2 separate regions of the Ovis aries genome follow, and region 2 is linked to region 1. A link is a contact called in public Hi-C data. All regions are on one chromosome and are shown on one strand. The core of a region is the stretch at or near the end of the contact, and the rest is flanking DNA. Distances in the headings are between cores, read along the strand shown.

Region 1 (3,402 bases), core at 89-2,588:
TCTATAAACTGCAAATTCCTTGGAGGAGGAATTATCAACAGCGGTTCTAATTATGGCGGGCACACAGTGCTCTACAAACTATGGGTATCTGTTTCAACTGCGTCCTTACGATCAGTAGCCTCAAAGCAGAGGAAAAATCGTTTCGTTTCTGCAATGTTTCTTTCAATTTCGTCACCAACAACGCTCAAGGATGGAAACATATCTTACTGTAAGTAACTATTTTTAGTATCCATCCCTAACTACAGCTGGGCGAGAACAAGACTCATCTGTTTTAAACATCATCTCCCAGGGCCTAGTTTACCGCAAAGAGGTAACAGGGGTTCTTAAATCCCACTGCAGCATCCTTCTCTAGGTTGTGTTCCCTTCCTGACACTGGGGACAATGTAGTCTTATCATTTTTTCTCCTTTTTTCCTTTGAGCTCCCTTTCGTCTCTGATTTTTGGCCTCAATGTTCAATGACTTTATTTATCTTCTGTTGCCACTAGCACCACCACCATTTGCTATTTGCCTTGCAGTCCTTCTCTCTGACGTCTCCTATTCCTGACAGAGCCCCAGTAAAGCACCTTCTCCAAAAGGTCGGTCGTCTTCCCCCTACTCCTCCAAGCCAGGCTGCAAATCTCCCACCACCCACTTCTCCCTGGAAGTTCGCTCTGCCCAGTCCCGCGGTGGCCGATTGCTGACAGCTGGACCTAGCCAATCCGCGAGGAATAAATAAGACGCGCAGCCAATGAGCGTGCGCCGGGAGGCGGGACTTCGCCAAGTTCCTCGGGTCCCCAAACCCAGACCTGTTGCGCCGCCGCCGTGGCCGCCTGAGTTTCTTAGTTACGGCGGCGGGCTCGGGCGCCGGAGCCGCGCGGGGCACGAGGCTCTCCCCACGGCCCAGGAGTGGCCCAAAGCCCCCCGGCCGCGCGCGCCCCGCACCGGCCTCCCTCGACCCTCCCCAAGCATGGTCCCCAGGCCGCCGCGCGCGGGCCCGACCTCTCCTCCCCGCCTGGCTCCGCGGCAGCCCCACCCGGCGGAGCCCCGGCCCGCGTGCCCAAGACCCCAGCGGCAGCGACTCACCAGGAAGCGGAGAGCTTTACGTCCTCTGGCCCGCGCAGGACCCGGAGCGGGCGGGCGGCTCGGCCAGGCGGCGCCGCGGACAGGCCCGCTGGGCCCGGGGCTGTGGCTGCGAGGCCCGGAGCGCTGGCCACCTCCCGCCGCGCCGCTCCGGCGGACGCTGCAGGAGCGGGCACCCACCCTGCGCACGGCGAGGCGCGTCAGGAGCGAGACCCTAGCGGCGGCCCATCCTCCCACAACTCCCGCGCCTCCTCCCCCGGCCGCGGCTGTCAGGAGTGTAAACATCCCGGCATCCCCGAGGAGGGGGCGGGGCGGGCGCCGGCCACGCCCACCAGGGCGTCGGTCCCGCCCCAAGCCGCCGGCCCCGCCCCAAGCCGGGCTGGGATCGGCCTACTGGGCCACTACCCTCAGGCCTCAGCGTCAGAGCCCCGAAGTCCCCCGCTGGCGCCCAGGCGGGTCTTGGGGAGCCTTCCTGTGGTCAGGCCCAGCCCTAGTCCCCTCTTTCCGGCCCCCTTCCCTCCAAATCGGGGGTCGGCTGCCTTTTGACAACTTTAAATGCCCAATGTTCAAGAGGTCAGCCGAATTGGTACGTCGCTTTCTTCTGGATCATCGAGTTTTTTATCCCAGCCTAGAGGACAGTGGCCTTTAGGACATTTCTAAGAAGTGAACTACCTGGTTTGGTCCTAGGAGGATTTGGTGGTGGGTGGAGGGGTATGCATTACATCCCAGAACCCTAGAACACGGAACTACAAAAGGAATACTGTGAATCCAGCCGCTTCGCTACTTCGGTAACCGGGGGACAGGGCTAGGAAGGGTCAGCCTCACCTTGATTTGAATCTCAGGTGGTGCGTGAGCTTGCTTAGTCTCTTCAGTCGTGTCTGACTCTTTGCAACCCTCTCCAGGGTTAGATCCCGCCAGGCCCCTCTGTCCATGGGATTCTCCAGGCAAAAATACTGGAATGGGTTGCCAACCATGCCTTCCACCAGATCTTCACACCCAGGGATCGAACCTGCATCTCTTAACTTCACCTGCATTGAAAGGCGAGTTCTTTACCACTAGCGCCACCTGGGAGGTTAACCCTGACCTGGCAGGACAAGTTATTTCACCTTTCCTGTAGTCACACTCTGTAAGAGGACAGTAGTAATAATACCTGTCTCTAGGGCTTCCCTGGTAACTCAGCTGGAAAAGAATCCACCTGCAATGCAGGAGACTCCGGTTTGATGCCTTGATGGGGAAGATCTCCTGGAAGAGGGCATGGTAACCCACTCCAGTATTCTTCCCTGGAGAATCCAGGACAGAGGAGCCTGGTGAGGCACAGTCCTTGTGGTCGCAAAGAGTCAGACAAGACTGAGCCACTAAACACAGCACTAGTACTACACTAGAATTCAGTGAGATACAGCAGAATGCTTAAGCGCCAGAGCCTGGCAGAGAAGTGTTCATTGAGTAGCTGCTATTACTCCTAGGCCTGTTCACTAGTTTGGCTCCACAACCAACGGATTCGAGCCAAGAATGAGTAGATTATAGCTCAAATGCTTGAAACGTTAAACCTATGGAATTATCATTTAGAAAGTTTATTTTTAGAGAGAAAATAATTCAAGATCTCAGTAGAAGACTTTTATTTCAATGGCTAATAAAGTATGGGTAAATCTGCTAAGCACTGTTCTAAGAAGTAAAGCAGTTACCAAGACACAAAGTCCCTGATCTCATGGCCTTTACATTGTAAAAAAGGCAATAATAATACAATAAGCCAATAAATGCATACTGTGTCAAATGGTGATTCATTCAAAAATAAAGCAGGGTGTGAAGAGTCATTGGAGGGGTGACCAAATCCATTTGGGTTTGTATAAAATAGCTCTGCTGTGGAGAACAGATTGCAGGGCTGGAACTACTAAAATGGTTAAAAGACTGTTATAAGGATCAGGTAGATGTTGATGACTTAGACCATTGTGCTAACAGTGGAGGTGTTAAGAATGCTCAGGTCCAGATATGTTGTTAAGGTACAGCCAACAAGATTTACAGATGAATTGAACGTGGGGTAAGAAGGTAGGCAAGGGACTTCCCTGGTTGTCCAGTGGCTAAGACTCCATGCTTCCCGTGCAAACGGCCCTGCTTCTATCCCTGGGCAGGGAACTAGATCCCACTTGCTTCAACTAAAAGAATCCACGTGCCACAACAGAGATAGACCTGGTGTAGCCAAATAAATAAATATATTTCTTAAAAAAAGTAAATATGCATGAATGAAGCCAATAAAGTCAGCATTTGAACCAGATTGCTCTGTCAAGTCACACCAAACCAAACTCAGTCAAATAAGAACAGGGTCATTTGAGTTATACACAGGCACAC
Region 2 (3,166 bases), core at 334-2,833, 100 kb before region 1:
TATTCTTGCCTAGAGAATCCCAGGGATGGGGGAGCCTGGTGGGCTGCTGTCTATGGGGTCACACAGAGTCGGACACGACTGAAGCGACTTAGCAGCAGCAGTGAATAAATCATGCCCTACAGATTTACTTCTCAGCAAAAGCAGAAAAAAAAATCAACATACAATAAAATAGTTTATCAAATTTTCTGGGAGCAAAATAATTTTATATAGGTGACCACATTTTCAAGTACTTTTTGGAACCAATTCTTAGAAGCAATCTTTTATTTTTAGTTTTTAAACAGAAGTACATTTGATTTATAACAGGTGTACAACATAGTGATTCAGTATTTTTATAGATTATACTCCACCTGAAGTTATTGCAAAATAATGGCTAAATTTTCCTGTGCTGTATCATATATCCTTAGTATTTATTTTTAAAACACTCTTTCAAATTTGCTCTTAAAAACAAAAGTGTAAGTCAATAACACAGGAGGGCAATAATTTTTTAAAAGCAAAAATTAAGGTCAACTTGTCAACAAACGTAAGTCTGTGTCACAATTTCTATCCTTGTTATTTTATACATATTCTTTGTTAGCAAAGAATTTTTCCTGATCCTTCTACATAAGATTTTTATTGGGTCCAAACACCTTGTTGGGCTAGAGTTCAAACTTTAATTCTTGATATTCAATGTACTTTGCTTAGTGAACTTCAGTTTCAAACCATTAATTTCTACTTCACAGAAAAGACAGGCAGAAATACAAGATGCTTTCTTATGTTAAGAATACTTTCTCAAAATAACATGGAAAACAAAAATACTTGGGAAATAAATTATTTTCCTATTGATTCATTCATCGAAGCAATCAGTCTCATTGCTACTTCCTCACTGGCTGTGCCTCAGCGTGCTTTATGATTATGGGCATCCCCAATTCGTGTGTGTGTGTGTGTGTACACGTGCACACACATATAAACTACATGCAACTACATGACCCTAAGTGAATTGGTTTAGATAAAAATTGACATTCAGTTCAGTTCAGTCGCTCAGTCGTGTCTGACTCTTTGCGACGCCATGAATCGCAGCATGCCAGGCCTCCCTGTCCATCACCAACTCCCGGACTTCACTCAGATTCACGCCCATCGAGTCAGTGATGCCATCCAGCCATCTCATCCTAGCAATTCTTAATTGTTAAATCTATTAAAATTTTGCTCTCTAAGTCACATAGCTTGGAATAATACATCCCCTAAACCTAGAGACGCGTATACATTTGGAACCCCACTGAGAGCATCTGTAAGGAGCAGTGGCAGGCGAGCTAAAGGAGTGCACTTCCAACCTGGCTTCGCATGACAATGCTGGGTCTCCAGGGTCAGGCGACTACAGCATGTACAGAGTGACAGCTCGCAGAACGGCATGTACACAGTGCACACACGTGTGCAGGAACACGCGCACGCATGTGCAGAGCGACAGCCTGCAAAGCGGCATGTACACAGTGCACACGCCTGTGCATTCGTGCGTGCACGCGTGTGTAATGATGACCAAGCATTTGTAAGTACAATAGATCACTGACAGAGTGCTGTCAGGACATTCCGTTCAGGTGAGTAACAAAGTCAACACGGGTTATCTTTCCTGAGGGCCAGTGGCACTGGCTTGGAACAGTCTGAGGTTTTCTTCACAGAAGTCCTCTACTATTTGCATGGTAAGAATTGGAACTTCCAAATAAAACTTTATTCAAGTGCTATGCAAATTCATGCAGTTCTCATGGAATTTTATATCAAATTTCCCTATCCCCCTCAAAATTGCAATGTTCTATGAAAATAAATATGAAGTGAAAGAAATAACTAAAGCAGTACTACTCAGTATCAGTTGAAATTTTATTTTCTTGAAGTACTAGACAAAACTGAAACTCTGTGTGGCGGAAAAAGTATTATCTGCCCACAACTCCTTAATCTAGGGTCCAATGCTCTGTCATCCACCAAATATTGACTATATGCCACACACCATCCCGGATGCAGAAGAATCAAGCGACAGGTTCAAGGTCTCACAGAGCTTCAGCGACAAAAGTCAGAAAACTTTAAAAATGTCTAGTCACCTAATTTGGCTCGTTTTATTATTTTGTCATTCAGTGAAACTCATTCCTCATTAGACCATTTAATTTTTATTTCTCACTTAAAAACAATAACTTAATTTTAAAAAATCAATTGTTTTCAATGAAATTATGACAGCAAAGATGAGGCATCATTAAATTAAAGCCAAATTATTTTTATCTTAATTCTTATTTGATGGTTACCATTTTGTCAAAGTCTTATGTTACAAGGAAACTATGATTTGAAAACTTTTAGGAGAAACTATCATTCCCTTTAAGTTATTCAGTCTAAAAATAATTTCTTCCCAATAATTGCTATGTTAATGGAAAACCAGTTTACATTAAGGTACTGTTGGACTAGCTACATTCAGTTCTGTTTTAGGTACAAAGGACACGGGTATGTTATCAGCTCTAGAATCAATAAATTACAAGTGTCTTCTACTTGTACTTTTACACTTTAGGGGAGTATTTCCTCCTGAGCCACAAATCATCTGTAGGTCCCCCCACGAGTAATCACAACCATGTATGCTACTTTAATAAATTTGCAAACTACTCTAACATTTTTAAATGGTAAGGTGAGGTCTTCAAGATACAGTTTATTCTTCATACTATCTTAATATTATCAAACATAAAATAAAAGGGAAGGTCCATGGTAACAGTTAAAACTAGATTTTTTCACTGGCATTTTCTTTTACTAAGTGGCTGCCTGATGGTCAAAGAGAAGTGTCCAAGTGTCATATGAATGGACACATTATACCTGATAGGTTTCAGCTCAGGACCTAAGGATTTTTAAAATATTGATAGTATTTAGACGATAAGAGCTGGCATATAATTCATATGTCCCTTATATTTTAATCATGTGGGTGGGGTGGAGGGAAGCAGACAGATAACTGAAATTATCTTGTGTCTCTTACCTAAAGAATGTGCAGCTGTGGTTTTGGAGCTGAAAAAACGGCCAAGCCCAAGGTCTCCAAGCTTGACCACCCCAGTGGCTGTAATGAACACATTAGCTGGTTTTATATCTGTGAATTAAAAGAAGGCATTGGGTGAAAAATGATGTCAGTGTAGGTATATTCAAGGGATTAAAAATACTTCTCATTGTAGAACTT

What was found. A called contact is a pair of places that touch in the nucleus more often than the background predicts.
Region 2: a Hi-C map of liver shows a contact between it and region 1, with 3 times the contacts expected there. The contact joins the enhancer-like site here to the promoter of NEK7 in region 1. A contact is called at or near these places in 3 of 16 Hi-C or Micro-C datasets (liver, mixed tissues and tail adipose tissue).

Annotation. Positions count from the first base shown.
Region 1 is chr12:76,479,229-76,482,630 of ARS-UI_Ramb_v3.0, reverse strand. It overlaps NEK7 (NIMA related kinase 7), which reads right to left and starts at 1,338. Exons shown (of 8, transcript XM_060396775.1): 1 at 1,063-1,338.
Region 2 is chr12:76,581,913-76,585,078 of ARS-UI_Ramb_v3.0, reverse strand. It overlaps NEK7 (NIMA related kinase 7), which reads right to left. Exons shown (of 8, transcript XM_060396775.1): 5 at 2,972-3,079. Among named protein-coding and RNA genes, the nearest start is that of NEK7, 100 kb to the right of the region's middle. Within about 2 kb of position 1,583, at least 4 of the 54 cell types and tissues checked have an H3K27ac peak or open chromatin away from gene starts, as enhancers often do. A contact at or near this core is called in liver, where this site is marked.